Linked DNA regions of Zea mays: region 1 is linked to region 2. The links are chromatin contacts, called in public Hi-C maps. All regions are on one chromosome and are shown on one strand. The core of a region is the stretch at or near the end of the contact, and the rest is flanking DNA. Distances in the headings are between cores, read along the strand shown.

Region 1 (2,874 bases), core at 336-2,835, 280 kb after region 2:
TATGGATGTTCAGAGACATTGTTCGCAGATAGTTTATCGGTTACCATCCCTAGTTGGGTTGGATCGCTTAGAAATCGGAATAGAAATACCGTATATAGGGATGATAATGAGCTATAAATTTTATACTATAAGATTTAAAGATTAGATTAGGACTAGTCGGTTACCCGTGCGTTGCGACGGGTCATAACAATACCCACATAAACTATCCACCAAAAAGATCTCAAGATTTTTTATTGGTTGTCTCCACTCTTCGCATAATATTTTTTTATGAACGCACGAGTATCATAGGCAGCAAATCAGAGACCCTCATCACTCGCCTCCCCCACTTCCAAGGTTTCGTAGAACAGGAGGGGAAGGGAAGAGGCAAGCATACCTGTTCGTTGCCGGAGAAGGACATGACGAAGACCTGGACATCTGAAGGCGACATAGGTAGTATACCGCTAGATATATAGGGAGTGAGCACGCAAGCGGAGAAAGAAGCCTAGCCGGAGTAGCTCCAAACCAAGAGGCACCCCCACCAGGTGTCAGTCCGAGAAGGGCGAGAGAATGCGAGTGTCTTCCCAACCCTGGACCCGCCGAAGCGACACAACACCACCACCAACTCCATAGCATATGCCGACTGATGTCACGTTACGGGTCTTAGTTGTCCAATATCTCAGACCTAAACTCCTCATCACTAAGATAACCTAAGCGTGGCAGACACCACCATGTCCTTCTCGACGGCACGCACAAAGAAAGGCTAGGAGCATGACCGATTTGCCCCATACCCGCGTCGACGAGCGTCGGTCGACTCACGGTTGCGATCGTGAGCAGCAGGTTGAGGAGGAAGAACAGGGCGAAGGCCGGGAAGACGAACGAGATGTCCGACAATGGTGAAAACGATGATACGCGCATGATGTGAAACGTCCTCGTGGACGTGCAATACCCACTGCGCGAGTCGATGCCAGGGCTGGTGTCATACGAATACGGGTAGGAGGCGCCTGCTCCTCGCCCTCTGCCGAGAATGGGTGGCGCGGAGGTGGAGGCATGAGGGGAGAGAGAAAAGAAGTAGAATGACGAATGTGGTGGTGACAACTCAGACGAGGACCATCATTATCGTGCGGATGTATAGATGGCCAAATAGGCCGTGTCTGGCGAGTCGGTCCGAGGCACGACCCATTTAATAGTGCCTGGGCCAAACCAGCGCGAGCGTCGTGCGGTGTTTGGGTCGTATCCTCGGTCCGTAGTGCTGGCCCGGTCCTACATAATTATTTTTTTATTTTACAAAAAATCATATATATATATATACATATGTACAATTTATATTCAATATTATAAACATTTGATTATGATGTTCTACTGGTTAGACAACTTCATCAAGTGTCTTCCACACTTCTTTCATTAGGGTGTGGAGTTCAAACCCCACCTGATGTACACACTGAATTGATTTGAAAAATATAGTGTCTTTTTTGTAAAAAGATAACGCGGAACCACCGTTGAAACTAGTAGTATAGTAGAGATTAGACCCTATTTATATTTATTTTTAATTAAAATTTTTTTAGAATTCTACCATAAACGAAGAAACATTTGGATCCATTAGCACCCATAGCCGTACAAAACCCTAAGAACCCTAACCGGTACAAAACCCTAAAAACCCTAACGCCGCTGAAGACTCCAAAAAAACGCGATTTTCTCCTCCACTGCCCCTCCTTTTCTCTTTCCAATCGTTTTGCAATCACTACGAGCGTAATGAATAGAAGTTGATAGGGAGATAGCATCCGCAATCTAGGTTTGGGGCAATCGCTCTGGCCAGACTGGATCGGAGTGCAAGTCGTAGAGGGAGGCACTTGGGGCTCGTGGGGCAAGATGAGCACCGTTGACAAGATGCTGATCAAGGGGATTCGGAGCTTCGATCCGGACAATAAGAACGTCATCACCTTCTTCAAGCCGCTCACCCTCATCGTTGGCCCCAACGGTGCTGGCAAGACCGTATGTGTTTGATTACACCTCTAAATCCGAGATCCTGCACCCAGAAGATTAGTCGTTCCTGGATTGATTTTTGTGTGTTCTGTTCTGTTTGTTTTGCAGACGATCATCGAGTGCCTGAAGCTTTCTTGCACCGGCGAGCTGCCCCCCAACTCCCGCTCTGGCCACACCTTCGTCCACGACCCCAAGGTGATATGCTCGGTTTTCATACCCATTACTCCATTAATAACTTCTCTATATCACGGTCTGGGTTCTCTCGTGTGGCCAGCAAAGGAGGCTTTGCTTTATCTCTGGTGTTGGGGCGCAGGCGTTTCAGAAATTGAGAACTGTGGTTAATGTATGTGGAAATGCAACTCTGTAATCTGTTTTGAGGATTTATTGTCCTTTACAATGTAGGTAGCTGGCGAGACGGAAACAAAAGGACAAATTAAGTTGCGGTTTAAGACTGCAGCAGGAAAGGATGTGGTGTGCATCCGGTCCTTCCAGCTTACCCAAAAGGCATCAAAGATGGAGTTTAAGGCAATTGAAAGCGTCCTCCAGACTATAAATCCACACACAGGGGAGGTCTGCACATTTTCCTTTTGTTTTTCAATTTAGGTTGTTGATGCCCAGTTTGGTCTTTGCATTTTTAGTCTGTTTGATAACACATTTTTAGTTTATATAAAATCTATTATGGCATATAATAGTTTTACGAGAGAGCGACATTTATATTGCGTTGTTTTGAAAACCCCAGAGTAACAAATTGTCGAACCACCCTTTATGAAACAGCAACATATTGCAATGCAGGGGCAGAGCAAGGATCGACGCTGTCGGGGTTGCTGCATTAGCCATGCCGGTAGAATCCCTAAGAGAAATATAAGTGTAAAAGTTACCCCTACTTTTTAGAGATAATAGTTCGGAATACTAATA
Region 2 (3,271 bases), core at 207-2,706:
AATTGATGTATTTGTTTTATATGTGTGTTTAGATTCACCATCATTCATTTGAACATAAGACATAAAAATCAAGAGCTAAAGTAAACCAACTAATATTTTGAGACGGACGGAGTACATCTTTAAACCGTGGACATGCAAAAAAAAATGTAAAACATTTAGGATAAAGTTATAAAAAGATAGCTAAAACTGCATTATCCATGAACGGGCGTAAATGCATAAGCAGCAAATGAGTTTAAAGTACGAAGTTGCTTTTAGAAACCTACAATTGAGGCGTATGACTTCTTTGGTGCCTCCTCCTGCAACACAGGGGCAACTGTAGTTGCCAAAACAGCTGCCACGTTGTTTGGAACTTCATTTATCACTTCAGGAACAGGTTGTTCCTCATCCACTACTTCCTCTGGCGGCGGATCGTAAACCTCAGCCTCCTCCTCCTCCTCAGGTTGAGGTGGTGATCGGTCCACAACATGATGTTCCTGCTGTGGCACGGCATCTACAAACAGTGAAAGAAGAGTGTTGTTATCATCTGCCTCATGAAAAACACGACTGAACTGCAGGCTGTGCTTTACACACTACGGTCATCAGGGGTGGCAGGCTCCACAGCAAGAGTAGATGTGCCGTTGGCAGCCACAGACAGGACTACAGCATCCGCCTCTGGCTGCGCCTCTACAGCGGTAGGGGCAGGGATTTCCCCGACGAAGCGGAACATGTCGTTGAGCACGAAGTAGCCCTTCTCCTGCGGCGCCAGGAAGAAGGACTGCGAGAACTCGCGGCGCACTCCGTCACGGCCGGTGAGGTGGCCTGTGACGAGCACAGTGACGCCGCCGCCAAGCGACTCCTGCGAGTCCACCGTCCTGATCTCCGCTTTTGACACGTCCATCTCCATTATCTTCTCGCCGATTGCCTGCATAGGCGCACAAGGCCCCCCAAAATCTCTCAGCATCGCGATCGAAATGAAACTAAAGCGACAGATCTGGGTGACCGGGGACGGTGGCTCACCTCCATAGTGGTGACGGAGTCCATGCCGGCGGCTCCGGCGGCGGATGCGGGGCGGCCGAGGCGACTAGCCTCCTGATAGAAGCGGTACACCAGATCCGGTGACTGGTGCAGCACGAGGTAGTACTGCTGCACGAACGCGTTGCCCACCTGCGCGCGCAGATAGACACTAGATCAGCTTCTGGAACACGGGAGAATCCCGCTGAAATCTCGGCCTGAGAGCGGCGAAGCTGCTTACCACTTGCGCAGACGGCGGTGCCTCGGGGGCCTGGGCGACAGGTTGCGGCGCGGCCATGAAGGCGATGGATCGGGGGACGGAGGAGACCTAGGGTTTTGGTGCGGCGCGCGGCTCCCGTGCGGGCTGCGGCGGCGTGTGGGGCAGCGCTTGGGTTCTGGTGGCGAAGGAGATGGAGGCGGAGGGAGGGAGAGGTGTAGTGCGAGGCGAAGGCGGCACCGGTATTGGGGTATGGGGCTTTGCGTACGGCGGATCTGGAGCCGTGATCTGATTGATGCTTTCATCCGTGAACAGTGGTGTGAGGCTGGATCGGACGGCGGTATCAATTGCTGGCGTGACGTGGCCAAAGGCCGCCACCGATACGGCTAACAATGAGCTCTAAATTTTACTTTATACATAAATGATGTTAGGCTAATCACAGTGAGGATTTCATGTCCCTATTTCCAAAAATATCACGTCAGTTTTATGGATGAATGAAACACCCTCTCTCAATAGAGAGTTTCATCTCATTATTTCATATGTCAACATACTTCTTAAATGTCGTATATAAATAACCAATAGGATGTACTCAATTATATGAAGATGAAACAAAACACTCTCAGTGGAGGTTTCACACAGTTTCCAAGACCTTGGAAACGAGTTAACATGGTTTCATCCCCATGAAACTCCATGAAACTCTTCCTTATTAAATGATATGACATATCATCCAAATATCTGATGTGGTAGATTAATTAATACATGAAACACCTCATGAAACCTCTATTGTGATTAGCCTTATTTTGATTTTTTAGACCAAATTTGATAGGCTCATCTTATTCAAAAATATAATTATTATTTTATTTTCATTCTGAATTAGTTTATCATACTAACTATCAACTGATTTTTCTATGTTTTCACAAATATTTTGAATAAAACGAACCGGTCAAATTTAGCTCAAAAAAGTCAAACGACTTTGTTTTTGGGACAGAAGTACACTATAAAATTTAAGTATCGGATTGAATTATGATCGAGTTTTATTTCTATTTATTTTTGAACAAAAAATTATTTAGAGCTCTAAAAAGTTGTGAAGAAACGTTTGGCTCGTGATCCATTATCACCCCTAAGTACCCATGACCGGGGTGATGTCAACGACGATCGATTGGTCAATTGTGCTATCGATCGATTACCGTGGCCGGTATGAGTCACAGTAGGACTAAGTTGGTCGTTATCGACCACTGTTTGAGCGGACAACGGTTGATGTGACGTCGTATTATTGGTTACGTTATTTTATCCGTTTGAATTTTAAAAAATAAAAATAAAAATAAAACAAAAAATCTTGAATCCTTTATAAATAGAGGGGTGTTTGAGTTCATTCACATGCATTCATCTCCAATTCACAAGGCCTCTATTCCGTTCATAGCTTCACTTTCTATTTCAATTAATTAGCTTTCCAATCTCCATTTCGATATGGATGCAAGGTGGAGTCCCAACTTCAATACGTTAATAGACTTGCTCAACAAGCAATCTACATATGTCATGATCCCACCGCCGATGCGAGGCAAGTTTTCTTTAATGGACTTCCTCCCATCCATCATTCACGAGAGGACGCTCCTGCTCATCCTCATTCCCTAATGGAGTATTTGGTTTGAGGAATGATGTAGTCCATCATCTTCTCACTCCTCATTTTTTGTTTGGTTTGTGGAATGGGGTGAGTTAATCCATCACCACCTCATTCCTCATAGTTAGTTGTTTAGTACTAATATGTGGAATGGAGTCATCCCACCAAATTTGAGGAATGTACCCATGATGCACCACTTCATTTTGGATAGAGTGATTCATCAAACCAAACACCTCATAACTCTTCGATCTATCTTTCCTTATTCGTATCCACCTCCATATTCATACTGATCAAGTGACAATGCTCCTCCTTCTACTGTTGAGCCTGAATGACCGACACTCCTCCCACGACTAACGAAGCCCCTTCCATTGACACTCCTTGTAACGCCCTGAATTTGGGGGTAGAATTTTTTTCTTCTTTTCTCTCACCAAATTCAGGCGTTACTC

What was found. A called contact is a pair of places that touch in the nucleus more often than the background predicts.
Region 1: a contact with region 2 is called in a Hi-C map of tassel, with 4 times the contacts expected there. The contact joins the promoter of LOC103653563 here to the promoter of LOC100382927 in region 2. A contact is called at or near these places in 3 of 25 Hi-C or Micro-C datasets (ear, endosperm and tassel).

What each region holds. Positions count from the first base shown.
Region 1 is chr4:104,252,303-104,255,176 of Zm-B73-REFERENCE-NAM-5.0, forward strand. LOC103653563 (DNA repair protein RAD50) reads left to right here and starts at 1,586. Exons shown (of 27, transcript XM_008680435.4): 1 at 1,586-1,968; 2 at 2,068-2,154; 3 at 2,362-2,529. The coding sequence starts at 1,846.
Region 2 is chr4:103,975,183-103,978,453 of Zm-B73-REFERENCE-NAM-5.0, forward strand. It overlaps LOC100382927, which reads right to left and starts at 1,457. Exons shown (of 9, transcript NM_001366808.1): 1 at 1,232-1,457; 2 at 997-1,143; 3 at 571-901; 4 at 264-490. The coding sequence starts at 1,288.